Regions from separate parts of the Mus musculus genome. Here region 2 is linked to region 1. Evidence: chromatin contacts called from public HiChIP or PLAC-seq data. All regions are on one chromosome and are shown on one strand. Each heading gives the region's core, a stretch centred on a gene start, on an enhancer-like site or on the middle of the called end of the contact. The rest is flanking DNA. Distances are from core to core; before and after follow the strand shown. Region 1 has its middle 35 kb from the start of 4930483O08Rik. Region 2 overlaps Fank1 (fibronectin type 3 and ankyrin repeat domains 1).

Evidence for each region. HiChIP or PLAC-seq counts read pairs in DNA pulled down with a chosen protein or histone mark.
Region 2: an HNF4G HiChIP or PLAC-seq map of pancreatic cancer cells shows a contact between it and region 1. The contact joins two enhancer-like sites. A contact is called at or near these places in 1 of 39 promoter capture datasets (pre-B cells) and 1 of 115 datasets of contacts at active chromatin or transcription factors (pancreatic cancer cells).

The regions. Positions count from the first base shown.
Region 1 is chr7:133,158,817-133,166,762 of GRCm38.p6, reverse strand. No RefSeq gene overlaps it. Among named protein-coding and RNA genes, the nearest start is that of 4930483O08Rik, 35 kb to the right of the region's middle. Within about 2 kb of position 4,357, at least 30 of the 459 cell types and tissues checked have an H3K27ac peak or open chromatin away from gene starts, as enhancers often do. A contact at or near this core is called in pancreatic cancer cells, where this site is marked.
Region 2 is chr7:133,797,395-133,805,340 of GRCm38.p6, reverse strand. The region is part of intron 1 of Fank1 (fibronectin type 3 and ankyrin repeat domains 1); the gene reads right to left. Among named protein-coding and RNA genes, the nearest start is that of Fank1, 24 kb to the right of the region's middle. Within about 2 kb of position 5,195, at least 9 of the 459 cell types and tissues checked have an H3K27ac peak or open chromatin away from gene starts, as enhancers often do. A contact at or near this core is called in pancreatic cancer cells, where this site is marked.

The DNA of each region.
Region 1 (7,946 bases), core at 3,108-5,607:
GTTGGGGATGGGGAAAGGTTGGCCAATAGGAGGGTTGGAGGACAGACACGGGGTAAAGCTAGCTCATTGTCCTCACTCCGGGCTTCCTGTGCTGTTCCCAATGGTGCCTGAGCATGCACATACTATGGTTACTTTTCTCACCAGACAACCTCCCCACACCCTTGCCCTTCCAGATCCTTCTGAGAGGCGTTTGGGTGTGAGTTTCGATCCCAGGGACAGCTTCTGGGATCTCTCCCCCTTTCTCCTCTGTCCCTCCAGGCCTTGAACAGTTAACAGTGTTCTGCAGTGGCTAAACTCCTGGGGAATGGGAACCTCAGCCTGTCAGCTCTTCATCAGCTATGCAAGCAAATCCCTCATTTTCTCTAGAATAGAGAAACCGCACCCCACCAGATATAATATGTATTCTGAGTGCTTTGTTCGCTTTTAAAAAAATATCTTTCTTTACTTTATTGTGTGAATGTTTTGTCTGTTCACCATGTGTGTGCTTGGTCCCTGTGGAGGTCAGAAGAAGGCATCAGATCTCCCGGAACAGGAGTTACAGGCAGCTACGTGTCATTGTATGAATGCTGGGAATTGAACCCAGGCTCTCTGCAAGAGCAGCCATAGCTCTTGACCACTGAGCCATCCCTCTAACCGCCCAAGCTTTATTCCTGAAGCTACAGGGCAGAATAGCTGCAACAGATCCAGTCATCACATGTTTATCACAACCACATTGCAAAGTCAAGAATAAAGATAATTTCTTCCTGCTTGCTTCTTTTACCAGGGAGATAAACCCTTCCCATAACTAGGTCAATGTTCATGGTCTATCTAGAGGGAATGACCAGGAATTTTAGAGACTCTTATGTGAGATGAAGTACTCAGAAGTCCCTACCATATAGCTCCCTAAAGTATAGGCAGAATCCCTGAGTCACTAACCAACTGACCCTCATAGTCACTAAAGGTACCAAGACAGGAGCCAATCATGACTGCCTCGTTGGCCTTGCATGTGACCTTGGTTAAGTCACCCCGTTCTGTTCCTCCACTTCCTAACCTGCAAAATGAGAGAACTTGGTAAAATTTGGCCCTTCAAACTATTCTTCCAGTCCCTTGGGTTTCAAGGACATACCTTAGGGACTACTGTTGGGGCCACTGCTAGAAACAGGAAACAGAATCTTGACCCAGTGTCAACAAGGGCAATTTCATTTGATTGCTTTGGAAATAAAAGATTCTGCTATGAGTGCTGGCTGGGATGTTTTGTTTTGAGTTAGGGTCTCATGTAGCCCAGGATGGCCTCAAACTCAATATATAGTAAAGGATGGCTTTAAACTTCAAGTTCACCCACTTTTGCTTCCTAAGTGCTAGGATTATATGTATAAGCCACTACATGCAGTATGGGGTGCTGTGTACAGACCCCAGAGCTTCGTGCATGCTGGATAAGCTTCCTACCAACTAAGCCCCAGCTCCAGCCCCATAATACACTGATGTTTAATGTTTCTTGGACACAAATTGAGAGTCAGAGGTCAATTTATAAAAATGAGTGAGGCGGCATGATAGCACAGTCCTTTAATTCCAGTGTTCTGGAGACAAGGGCAGGCAGATCTCTGTGAATTTGAGGTCAGCCTGGTCTATATAGTGAGTGAGTTCTAGTCTTGCTGGCACTATGTAGTGATAATGGAGAGAGAGAGAGAGAGAGAGAGAGAGAGAGAGAGAGAGAGAGAGAGAGAGAGAGAAACAAGCCAGGACAATGTTCATACAAAGAATAAGCCACTCACTTTGAGGTTGTTCATAATTAACTTTGTAGATTGATTAAGCTTTTTGGCTCTGTGCCAGCTCCTCACCCATCTGTAGGATCGCACCAATTCTCTGGCTTGGGGTAGAAAACACTTGCCTGGAAATATTCAGGACTGTGTTTTCTTCGAGTAGGAGAAAGCAAACCCTTTAAATATACACAGCTATTTTTAACAATGTGTCTTACACAGGAGCATTGATCTCTGAGGGTCTTTCTCCATGGCCTCCACACTGACAGATCTCCAGGGAGATGTTCTCAGAGAGGGCAGATGCAGCCCCTAATGGATGGCTCTCCTCCCGCTTCCATTTCCCCTCCAGGAGGGTCTTCTCCATCTGGAACTTCCTTGTTTCCTTTGTGGATTTAACTCTGTAAGTGCCATTCTGAAGACCAAACTCCCTTTACCTCTGTCATCGAAAGACCTGATCAGATGTCTCAAGACACGAACTGGGAAAACAGTGAAGGTCCAAGAACCTCCAGGCCTTTGCCAAGCCTCGGCCCTCCACTGAGGGTTTCATGCTTTTCATGATGATCGCTTTGAACACCCATGTGCCACAAATTCGGATTCGTTCATTAAGGATCCTCAACTGGGGAATAATCCTAAATTCCTTTAGCTGACTTGGGAAGACCCACCCCAAATGTGGGTGGCAGCTTCTGGTAACTCCCCAGATTTAAAGGAGGAATTGAGGCACAGCAGAAAGATTCTCTTTTTGTTCTCTTGGCTTTCCCCCTTGCCTCTGAGTTGATTCACGCTGCTGTTGCTGCTGCTGCTGCTGTTGCTGCTGCTACTGCTGCTGCTGCTGCTGCTGCTGCTGCTGCTGCTGCTGCTGGTGGTGGTGGTTCCCTGTGATCACTGATTTGTTGATGGAGGACAAGCAGCTCTCCAGAAATCCTCCAGGGGATCCCTCCCAGATGGGGAGTCCTGAGGCAAGGGTTGAGCAGTGATTAGGTTCTCAGTCCCAGTGTACCACAGCTACTGTTATTACTTCGATGAAAACTGATCTAGTAAATTATATATAGAGAGATATATACATATACGTATACATATACACATACATGTATATTCATCCTTTTGGCTCTGTTCTTCTAGAGAAACTTTCATCAGCTGTCTCCCAGGAAAATACCGTCATCTTCTCACCTGTATCCAGGTACTCGTGAAACAATACCAGCCCAGCCTCCACTTGAGTGTGTGTAGGGGGGAGGGGTGCTGGAGAGTAAACCCAGGGCCTCACAATAGTACATGAGTACTCTACCTTTGAGTTATCTTTCCAGCATCTTTTTACTGCTATCTTAAGACAGGGGAGCCCCTACATTACCCAGTCTGGCTTTGAACTCACTTTGGAGTCCAAGCTGGCTTTGAAATTACAATCTTTCTGCCTCATCTTTCTGAATAACCTTCTGGAACCAGAAGCCTGTACTACCAAGACAAGTCATCCCTCCCGATCCAGGGTTTGTGTGTCCCTTTGCAGTTTGTAACAGAGGTCTGTGGAACCCTGCAGGCTGTGATGTTCAAGTAGCACCACACATTTTTTCAGAGCATAAATAAGTCACTGCATCCTCATTTTACAGATGACTAAATAAATAAATAAATAAATAAAGACCCAAAGGTGCTGAGTGGATAGAGGTCCCATACAAGGTCATCCAGATGAGTCCACAGGACCAACACTTGAACTTAGCACAGATGATTCTGAACTGAACATTCCCACGGGGACTGACTGGATCGCTGGATTCCATGCTCCAACTCCTCTGTAAGCGCCAAGTCCCTCCTGCTCCTCCCTCCCCTTGCTCTCTCCCCCTTATTCCCTTCCTTTCTGGTTGCCTCATGATTCAGCAAAGATGAAACAAGAGGTCCAAAGGCCAATCCTCCTAGCTGATGTCACAGGATTTGTCGGGGCCCCAGTTAAATGTCAGTTTTCTGTGTCAATCATCTGTGCCACCCACACATGTGAAATAGGAAGACAGCTTCACACTGAAACACTGCCGATTTCAGCAGCGCTTCTGGATCCTTTGGCTAAGACCAAGTGTGATGGTACAACTGAGGAGCCAGGATGGTGCACACCTGTAATTCCTGCTACCCAAGAGGCTGAGGCAGAGGGATTGCAAGTTTGAGGTCTGCCTGATCTACACAGTAAGGTCAAAGCCATTTGTATCTCATTAGGTATCCCAGACCTTGCTTCAACAATAATAATTAATAGTAATAACAATAACAACTTTCAATGAAGTCCCATGAGGACCTGACCTGCCACCCCAGCTTCCCCGGGGAATTATTGACATTTGTCTTTTGTACATATTTTCAAATATTTTTATACACTTATAGATACAAGCAGATAAAGGCACAGATAGAGACGAGCACCATGGGCTCTGTTGGCTTCTGCTTCACATCCCTGGTTTCAGATTCCACATACATTTTATAACTTGCTTTACAAACTATTTCAAACCAATGTGGGATATTGACAAGAGTCTGGGGAGGTGGGTACACTGTTGGAGTACAAATGGGGTGTGGCTTTGAGCACTGTTTCTGTCTGGCATTTCCCTTAGAGACCAGTGTTCTGTGCTTATATTGTCATTAGCAGTGAGACTGGCATCCAGGATGTGGTCAGGCTCGGGAGGGTAGTATGGAGAGAGTAGGAACCATGCACTTACTCGCAGACTTGGGGTGACCTGGACTCCCTCCAGACAGCCAAGCAGCAATGTCTACATAAGCTCCTGGCCCTAGGCCTTCCATCAGCTGGCCTTGTTCCCAGGGGACACTGATCCCTCTGGAATGGTAGGACCTTTTGTGGGAAGATCAGATGGTTCTGAAGAGACCACACATGAAGCTCATTTAGGGAGTTCTCCATGCAACTTGAGTCTCTGTCCTGTGTCACAACATTCAGGTGACTCACTAAGGTCAGGACATGCAGGCACATATCCTGTCTAATTCCCTCAAAGGGGGGGGATCCTCCATCCTGCTCTACCTAAGGAATGCCTTCTGGTCCCTGGGCTCAAGCTGGTGGCAGCATCCCCAGCTGACCAAACCCTGCACAGGGTCTCTGACTTAACACCACACTGGCTCCAAGATTCTGCCCTTGCAGAGGACTGCAGTCACAGTACTCAGTCCTATGCCCTGTATCCTATATCACCACTGGGAGAATCACAGCAGGACCACGGGCCAGACCACATGGCAGTTTCACCAGGCACGTACTTCACCCGGGAGCAGCAGCAGCTGTTTAAAAGCTGGTTTATGAACTTGCAGGCATTCTGTGACCAAGATTGGAAAGCAGACGTGACGGCTGCCCTTGCTTCCCGTAACTGCGACAGGCCTTTTTTGAAAGGGCAGGCAAAGATAAAAAAAAAAAAAAAAAAAAAAAAATCCATGAAAGTCATAAAGCCAGTTTATGTAGAAGGAATGACAGCCTATAAAATCAAACATAAATAAACAACTCAAAACCATTGGGAAGCTAGCAGCCTGGAGCTTCTCTAACTCAGGGAACATTTAAGTCATGTTTGGAGGACAAAAGGGGCCCTAGGGAACTCCTTCCTGGTCTTTCAGGAACCAGGGCTAAGTTGGAGACAGAGCCTCAGCCCATCCTGATCCCTTACATCCATAGGCCAGATAGAACCTGAAGCCCATAGGAGGTTCTCTGTGAAAAGCACCCAGATCTGCAATATCCCTGCAAATGTTTCCTATTTTTAATAACATAGTATCAATTTGCAAACAGAGTAATGATCTCTGCTACTTTTCAGGAAATTATGTTTAATATCATTTACTAGAGCTAAGGAAGAACAATTTAATTGAAAGAGCCGCCCTGAACCATATTTAACCTCACATGTACTAAATGGAGTGTCTCAGAGATAAGTTATGGTTTTTAATTTAACGTAAACTATTCTGTGCATAAGCAGTGTGTTTTTGCCACACTAATAATGACTGGTTTGGGTTTATGAAGTTCATTTTTGGGGGTTTTGCTTTTTGGGTTTTTTTTTTCTTTCTTTCCTGATTGACTCTTTGAGGAAAAATCAAAGCTCCTGGTAGGTTAAGTGTGATCTGGGGATTGGGTTTTTTTTGTTTTGGTTTGATTTTTTTTTTGTTTTTTTGTTTTTTGTTTTTCAACACAAAATCCCAGGAAAGGGATCTACAGCCTAGCAGCTTAGCAGCCTTGCGGCCTCAGGACTTTAGTACCCCTAATGTGAGCTCTTTAATGCTAGGTAAAAGCCCAAGTTTCTAAGAAGTGCCCATATTTCACTGGCAGGGCTGATCCCTCGCCAGGCTGGCTCCTCCACGCCTGATTAATGGATGCCAACCACTGTACCGGCACTTTCAATGAACTTTAGTGCTCACTAAGATTAATAGCTGGATGAGAAATATTGAAACTTTATTATTCATATAATTCATTTGAAGGGATAATCCCAGGAAAATGTAGTGTGTGGCTGGAGTTAGTCACTTGACAATAATCGATGGCAATCCAGCCAGAGGGACAGGTACGGCATCTCCCAGCTGGGCTACCTACAATGAAGGCTTGGGTAGGGGCTGAAGGATGAGTGTGGTGTTGAAACAGGCGCTTGCTCGCCCACTGGAGATGTAGAAACGCTTACTTTCAGGGCTTCTTTTCCCCATCCCCCACTTTGCAGGTCCACAGGTGGCTAGCCTGTTGCTGTTCTGGTTTTTTGTTTGTTTGTTTGTTTGTTTGTTTGTTTGTTTTGGTTGGTTGGTTGGTTGGTTTATTCATCTTTTCTTTTGCTTTTTCACTCATTTGCTTCTCAGTGTGGAAATTCAACGCTTTCAGGCCAACAGGGCATCCGCTTCTTCTGGTCGCTCTTTGAGACTATCTTTCCCAGCTGTTTGGCTCTATAGTTCAGATAGGACTCTTTCAGAAAGAGCATGGAGCCAGGAATTAATCGTTAAGATGACTGCATGCTTAGCTCAGAAATAAATACACGGGATCTGGAGAGACGGCTCAGCAGTTAAAAGCACTTGCTGCTCTTCCAGAAGACCTGAGTAAAGTTCCCATATCAGACAGCTCACAGCCACCTGTAAGTCCAGCTACCAAGGGTCCAATAGCCTTTTCTGGCCTCAGCAGGCAACTGTACATATGTGTACATACACGCATAGACACATAAGTGTACACATAAATAAAAATAAAAAAATAAATGGACACATGATGTAACCAGACCCAACGTAAGACCACAAGCCCTCCACTGACACAGCTAATAGACAGGCAAACTGGAACTTCAGGAGCCACCATGCCATCACAGTGGGATAAGGGTGATGCCAATTAGGTCATTGGTCTAGTCATACCTGAAGCTGGCTTTAACTCTGAGCACTGAACACTTTTCATCATATGAGTCATGTTTGTACTTTGAAGTCACTTTGAGTGAAGTGTTTTTCTTCAAGATCTTGAGTGAAATAACGAAACCTTTGCTAGTGACATCATGACAAGGCTGTGGGCTGACCCCTGCCCTTGTGACTCATGAGATGGTCTTTTAATGTGTGTCTTTAGGCTAGAAGCCATTTAGGGTCAATGAAATGGCTTAATGTATAAAGATGCTTGCTGCCAAACCTGACGACCTGAGTTCAGGCCCCGGGTCCCACATGTGAAGGAAAGAGCTGACTCCCCAAAGTTGTTCTCTGACCTCCACATATCCACCATGGCACACATACGACCTGTGTCCCAGTCAATAAATAAATGCAATTTTAAAGATTTTTAAAAATCATTTGAACACTAGAGAGTTATCTTAGTGGTTAAGACCCACTTGTTCGGGAGCAGTGTGGGGGAAGGGTATAGGGAACTTTCAGGATAGCATTTGAAATGTATATAAAGAAAATATCTAATTAAAAAAATAATAATTTTTTTAAAAAAAGAACCACTTGTTCTGGCCTGATGGTGGTAGTTTATGCTTTTAATCCCAGCACTCAGGAGTCAAAGGCAGGCAATCGCTGTGAGTTCAAGACCAGCCTGGTCCACAGAGCTAGTTCCAGAACAGCCAAGGCTACATGAAGAAATTCTGTCTAAAAAAGCTAAAAAAGGAAGAAAGAAAGAAAGAAAGAAAGAAAGAAAGAGAGAGAGAGAGAGAGAGAGAGAGAGAGAGAGAAGGAAGGAAGGAAGGAAGGAAGAAAGAAAGAAAGAAAGAAAGAAAGAAAGAAAGAAAGAAAGAAAGAAAGAAAGAAAGGAAGGAAGGAAGGAAAGAAAGAAAAGAAAGAAAG
Region 2 (7,946 bases), core at 3,946-6,445, 640 kb before region 1:
ATCAACTCAATGGTACTATTTTTAAATTTTACTTTATATTTAATGCATGTTCCAGATAAACAGTAAAATAACTTGGAGTGTACACACACACACACATACTGCTAACAAAACTTTACTTATTAATCAACTGTGTAAATTCAAACTCTTTTGAAACACAATTTTATGATGTAGCCTGGCTAGCCTGGAACTCACTATGTAGACCAGGTTGGCCTTGAACTTATAGAAAAACCACAGCCCTCTCCCTCTAGAGTGCAGGGATTAAAAGTGTATGTCACCAAAAGAAACCTTAGGAATGAAAATGAAAGCTGGAGAGATGGCTCAGAGGTTAAGTGGCTGCTTTTTTAGAGGACCGGGATTCAGTTCCCAGTAGCCACTTGGAGGCTCACAACAAACTACAACTCCAGTTCCATGGGGGATCTGACGCCCTCTACTGATCTCTACAGGCACTGTACACATATGTTGCACAGACGTACATGCAGGCAAAACATTCATACACATCCATTAAATGCCTTTTTTTTTTTAAGAATGAAAACACAAGCCACCAAGTAGGGGAAAACATAAACAAAAGACTTTGGCTCAGATTATGTTTAAGAAATCTTAGAAAGCAATGATAATCTAACACCAGGCAAGACAATAAAAAAGTTAGACAAGAACCATGAGCAATCCTCTCCCCAAGAAACATAGTCAAGTGACTGGTATTAGAATATATGGAAATGTGTTTGGTCTAATTAGGTGTTAGGAAATTGCAAACACAAGCTGGGCAGTGGTGGCGCACACCGTTAATCCCAGCACTTGGGAGGCAAAGGCAGGTAGATTTCTGAGTTCAAGGCCAGCCTGGTCTATAGAGTGAGTTCCAGGATAGCCAGGGCTACAGAGAAACCCTGTCTTGAAAAAAAAAAGGAAATTGCAAACACTAGGAGATACTGCCTCCTACCCACCACAATGACCAGAGCTTTAAGAAGGTGATACAACAGGAAGAGAGCAGCTGAGACGCCCCTCAGAACTGTTGCAGACACAGAGAACTGAGACACTGTCCTAAGACCAAAGAGCAAGCTTCACAAAACACATCACGCAAGCAAGTCAATGGAAGCACTGGCATGGGGACCAAAAAGCCACGACTGTAGAGAATTGCTTACAACAGACCCAAATGGAATAGCCCAAATGTGGATCAGGCAGGACAAACCACACCACACCGTGGTACGACAGTAAAATGGAGCCTCCAGACACTCAACCACAGTGCCACACAAAGGCAGAGTGGCAGGAAAGGAGAATTTGTCTGTGGGTAACGAGTTGGGGTAGAAGTAGGTATGCATGGGGACACTCGCCTCAGAGCAGAGGCTCATGGGTCTACATGATTTTAGGCCATCCTGGTGTACATAGTGAGCAGCAAGATGGCCAGAGTTACATAGACAGACCCTGGCTTCACTCTTGGTCAGTCATGTGTCCCTATCATATAACCCTTTCTTTAACATTCAATGAAGTCACCTACAAAGAACTTTTCCCTGTTTTACTTCAAATCAGTCTGCTTGCCTCTGTCAGCTCCCATTGTTCCTGCCTCCATTAGAAGACCTGGTCAGCACTGTCACTCCTAAGACCCTAAAATAAAATTATTTTACCATTTCATAGCTTGACTGGGACTCAGAACCCAGAACTAAACAGACAAAGAATGGTACACTTTAACGGAGAAAACTAAACAAAACTATCCCTTGGAGAAACAAGGAGGACATAAATGGACCAATAAGCTGAAGTCACTTTAAAATTGACCTTTAATGGCCTTGAGAATCCCAAACTTTGTGAAAACTGATGAATCAATTGTAAAATTCAGCAAAAGACCAAGAATGGCCAAGATCCAGGGAGAGGAAGCAAGAAAGGTTGATAGAAAATTTTGTTTCATGAATGATGTAAGTAAAAGGCCAACAAAATTAGCATATACTCTTCCGAAATCCCAAAGCACCACACAAAACAGCCATATGCATGTGCTAAACATTCCCTAGGGGGAGCTTTATAAAGTATACACTTTTTAATATACTCGAAGTTGACTTTTATACAGAAAATGTGGTACATTTACACAATGGAGTACTACTCAGCTATTAAAAACAATGAATTCATGAAATTCTTAGGCAAATGGATAAAACTAGAACATCCTGAGTAAGGTAACCCAATGCAAAAATACACACATAGTATGCGCTCACTGAAATGTGGATATTAGCCCAGAAGCACGGAATAACCAAGATACAATTCACAGACCACATGAAGCTCAATAAGAAGGAAGACCACAGTGTGGGTACATCAGTTCTTCTTAGAAGGAGAACAAAATACTCACAGGAGCAAATACAGAGATAAAGTGTAGAGCAGAGACTGAAAGAAAGGCCACCCAGAGACTGTCCCACCTGGGGATTCATCCCATACACAGTTACCAAACCCAGACACTATTGTGGATGCCAAGAAGTGCATGCTGAAAGGAGCCTGACATGGTATCTCCTGAGAGGCCCTGCCAGAGCTTTACAAATACAGAGGTGGATGTTTGCAGCCAACCATTGGACTTAATGCAGGGTCCCCAAGAGAGAGGTTAGAGAAAGGACTGAAGGAGTTGAAGGGGCTCACAATCCCATAGGAAGAAAACAATATCAACCAACCAGTCCCCCCAGAACTCCCAGGGACTAAGCCATCAACAAAGGAGTACACATGGCTCCAACTGCATATGTAGGAGATGATGGCCTTGTCAGACATCAATGGGAGGAGAGGTCCTTGGTTCTATGAAGGCTGGATAGATGTCCCATTATGGGGGAATTGAGGGTTGAGAGGTGGGAGTGGGTGGGTGGGGGGAGGAACACCCTCACAGAAGCAGGGGGAGGGAGGATGTGATAGGGGGTTTCCTGGAGGGGGGGGGAACTCGGAAAGGGGATAACATTTGAAATGTAAATAAAGAAAATATCCAATAAAAAATTTGATTTTTAAATAATATAAACTCATATGAAGGAAGGAAGGAAGAAAGGAGAGAGAGAGGTACTTGCAGGGAAGAAAGGAGAAAGGGAGAGATGGAGGGAGGGAGGAAAGGAAGGAGGGGGGGGAGGAAGCACAAGCTTCACCTGTACAGCGTTGAGTGGGCTCTCAGATTGGAGCTCTGGCTCCTAGCAACCACGTCTGCATGTGATGGACCCGCCCAGGGAACGGATCTCAGGGCCCTTTCCTTTTCCACTGTAGTCAGTGACTGAGCCCACACCTGACACATCCGCTATGTATGGTCATTGTTTTCAACAATGTGTCAACGTTACCTATAAATCACAGAGAGGAGAGGCAGGGATGTTTCCATGGCCTTCTGCCAAAAGCAATCACTCCAGGCTGCTGGCACACTGCCAGGCGACTCCAGGAGGTGGCATTACAATGTTTTGGTTTGGTTTGAGTCTTTGAGAATGAGACCTAGTATGTTACCCAGGCTGGCCTTGAACTTACAACCCTACTGCTTCCACCTCTGGGATTATAGGTATACACTAGAACTGCTGGCTTGAGATTTTAAAGCAAGAAAAAAACAGTTTTAGAAAAGACAAAAATCTCCCTTACCTAATAAAGTCGGTAAAATGTGCTGAGCACATAAATTTACCTGGACATCTCGTGAAGATGGCTGGGAGGGAACATTTAGTCCAACGTCACATCAAACTCGTCGAATGGAGCTAACATGCTGGCTCATCTCTAGACTGGAAAGGCCAGACACCACTGGATTTTTCTCCCTCTCAAAGGCTCAGAAAAAAAGGCAAAGATGCAGGGCCATAGATGGTTTCTCCTGCATATCCTGTCACCTTTGTCACTAGAGCTTGAAGCTATGTATTATAATTGACAGTGTCCCTCAACAAAGAGTCAAAACTCACATAATGAGTTAAAACCATTAACCAAAAGCACAGTCAGAAGGCAAGAGGTGGCATTCTTTTCTGAGCCAAATTTCCCCCTTTATACCACAATGTTTCAATATTTTGCTCCAGTACTGATTATAGTATTAGAAAGCTATTCTCTTATCATAACACTGTAATACAATGCATACAATACAATGCATACAATAATGACTATGTTTGATGCACACACAGTTGGGAATCTCAGCACTCAGGAGCTAGAGGTAAAAGGACCAGAAGTTCAAAGTCATCATGGTTCTATGAGTTCAAGGCCAGCCTTGGCTACATAAAACCCCATCTTGATAAATTCATTTTTAAAAGAACATTAAGTTTAGTCAATCTTTTAAATTTCAGAACTTTCTGATTGTTATAGTCACAAATAAGGAATCTGGAATAAGCAGTCACAAAAGCATTGATACTGAGAGGACAAATCTTTTACGTTCAGACTCCATTTTAGACCTGACCTAAGTCTGAACTCACGTAAACCTAGCCTTAGTTTCCTAGATGCCCTCCAACAAAACCTGAGCCTAGCTCCAGTCTCTGGGCTAATTCCCAACAAGACCAGCGCCCCCAGGTTATTCCCCCAACAAACCTGTACCCCGCCCCCAGGTTACAAGCCCACCCCCTGCCTAACCACCACCAATGTAGAGGGGAACAGAAATTAATTTTATGATATGACTCCCAGCACCAGCCAATTATGTTAAAGGGCACAGTAGCTTTCCAGTTAGATGCTTGCACACTCGCCCCCCAGCCCCCAGTTGCTGCTTACTATAAAGCCTTGCCCCAATAGACATTCAGGGATCCCCTACCACCAAAACAGTCCCATGTGACAGTGGTGTCCTGAGGGGTGGGAGTGGGGGGGCAGCTAGCTCAAATAGAATAAAGACCCTGCTGTGAGTTGCATCAGCTCAGCTCCTGTCTGTTTTTTTGGGGAGATCACTAACACTTCCCTAGCAGTACAATATAATTTCAGAAGTAAAATCACCTACCTTTTGGGGATGGTTTTAAAAAGTTAGCTCAGGTGTTAGAGAGACAGCTTGGGTTAAACACAGCTGTTTTTGCAGAGGACCCAAGTTTGGTTCCCATCACCCATACATGGTGGCTTAAAACCATATATAACTCCAGCTCTAGGGGATCTGATGCCCTCTTCCAACCCCTGCAGGCACACACATAGTGCACAGACATACATGCAGGCAAAAGACATAAAACAAAACTAAAAGAAAAAATTGTTTGCTGTCTCAGACACAAGGATGAAAGAAAACTATGGATGAAAACAGTTCTCTAGAAGCTATGGTGGTTGGTTGGCTGGGCTCGCATCTGTGACTCACCTCTGAGACATCTGCTGTCTGCAAACCCCAGCTCCTGTTTATAGTGGCCTAGCAGAGTAGCCCCTTCCCTCCGGGTGGGTTAGTCTCTGTGTTACCTTTCACCCAACCACAAGGGATTCCTTCCCTTCTCCCTGGGCGCTTTTCTCCATCCCAGCCAGGTCAAAGGGGAATTGAGGTAAAGGGGACCCTCGCCCCCGGATCATGTGTAAGCTTTAAATGCTCCCCTGGGCTGTGATGGCCAGCTCTTATGAAGGTGTCCTGTAGCAACTCATCGTCTTCCATGGGCTGAGATTTAAAGTGTAACTCTCAAGATCTCTGTTTCACACCATACCTGGAAATCCCTTCAAAGTGTCTCGTCCATTCACCTCTCTTCTAAGAAGACTCACTATTCTGGGGATCTTCAGTTGTCTTCACTTTTATTTTTCTCAGACTCTACTCCGGGATTTCTTCTACCCGTGTGGGGAGGAACATAACAGGATACAGAGAGGGCAAGACACTGTGAAGACCCACGTCCTAATCACCCATGGTATTTTGAGCCTCAGTTCAAGAGCTAGGCATGTTTCTGTGCATGTTTTAAGGACTGGTTGGGGCATATAACACCCTGAGTGTTTTATAAGGGCGACAAAGATATTAAAACATTTAACATGTGAGATAAGGAGATGCCCCTGGGGGTAAAGTGCTTGCAGCTCAGATGTTAAGGATCAGAGTTCAAATTTCTAGAACTTGAATAACAGCCCATATTCCTGAGACAAGATGGGAGGAGGAGACTGGAGAAGAGTCCCAGGAAGCTCAAGGGACAGGCTTATACTTGGAGTTTTAATGGCAGATGAGAAAGCCTGCTTCCAACAAGTTGGAAGGTGAAGACTATAACCGAGGTCATCCTCTAACGAACACATACACTGTGACCACACACTCTGTGGCAAGCGCTACTCACACTCATACACACAAACACTCCACACATATACACATGCATGCACAAAGAATTTCTTTAAATTAGGTACCATGGGCACATGAGATAACTGCATTGCCATCAAGAGCAAGAACAACTATCACCTCTCTCTACAGCTTTGCCATCCCCAACTAAAACTATGCTGATAACAGTCAAATCGGAGGGGTAGGTAAGGGCCCTTAGTGCACTCACTTAAGGACCCAAATCCACACCCCCTACACCTTTATGTAAGAAGCCAGGGGTGGTAGGCCTGCCTGGGCTGTGGATGGGAGCAGAGACAGAAGGACAGATGGCTGGGACTTCCAGGATGCTAGCTTAGCTCCAGACTCACTGCAAGGCCATCACTCAGGAAATAGGGTGACACACGAGAGACACTGGTTGTCCTCCTCTGGCTTCTTTGTTCCCTCTCTCCTTGTCAAGTCAAGAAGGACGTCCAAAAAGGAGGCCAAGAATCTTTTTCTGGGCCTGAGAGATTTAAGACAAGAGGAAAATTGCCACACAGATACCACGAAGGACACTGTTACCAGAAAGACATTTTTCAGAATCTAGCAACACTGGGTAATTGTTTGTTTGTTTGTTTGTTTGTTTGTTTGAGACAGGGCTTCTCTGTATAGCCTTGTCTGTCCTGGAACTCACTTTGTAGACCAGGCTGGCCTCGAACTCAGAAATCCGCCTGCCTCTGCTTCCCGAGTGCTGCACCACCATGCTCGGCGTAATATTTTTAAAATATCAGACAGACCAGTTTTTCCTCCTGACCCGGACACACCGATAGACTTAGCACTTACCTTTGATCTGATTTCTACCTCCACACTTGTAGCCTTCCTGCTCATCTCCCCTCAAGAAGCAGCAAGCTGCGCGCTCTCACAAGATCTCTGAGCTCCAGCCTACCCTGCCTCTGGGCAACTCTGGTTTACTCGGCCTGACCCTGCATTTCCTGGTTTGCAATTTTCTACAACCAAGAGATCCTCTGTTGCTTTTATCTGAGCTCACCTGCATCTCCTGGATTCCAGGACCTACTAACTACCTTAGTGTGACTAAATGAGACAAGATAGTAGATGCCAAAGACTGACCCCACACAGAAGGAAAAGAAATCCCTTGGGTATCTGGCCAAAATCTAGAAACTTTAATACCACTGATGAAATCAAACTGCCTACAGATACAGCCCTTATCTTCCGAGACACTTCTTGAATGAGGACATTAAAGCAGACTCCTGCTGCATCTGACCTTGACCTTTAACCCCATTCACCTCTTCTCATCCATGAATCCAAACAATGCCCCTGAGAAAAGGGCCTTAGTTTATTTTTATAAACGTGAGTGTTTAGTCTGCGAGAATATCTGCACCACACACATTCCCAGTACCCATGGAAAGAGAAGGGGGTCTCAGATGCCCTGGCACTGGGGTTCCAGACGATTTTGAGCCTTTGAGCCACCCAAGTTGAGTGTTGAAAATCAAACCTGGATCCACTGAGCTGTTCTTTCCACATCCCCAGTTTCATTTGTAGAGGAAATTCTTTAAGGACAAGTAAACTACAGGGCACTGTGGCCACATGTTTAATTCTCTAGGAGATTGAGGCCAGCCTGGTCTACAGAGTGAGTTCTAGGCCACCCAGGACCCTTTCTCAAAACAAAACAAAACAAAACAAAACAAAACAAAACAAGAAACCCACAAACAAAACCAAGCAAACCAGTTCATATTTAATGAAACTTTGTAACTTTAATTTTTAAACTCTGCTTAATCTTAATTGTAGACAAATATGCTGTGAAAAATTAAAATAAATAAACTAT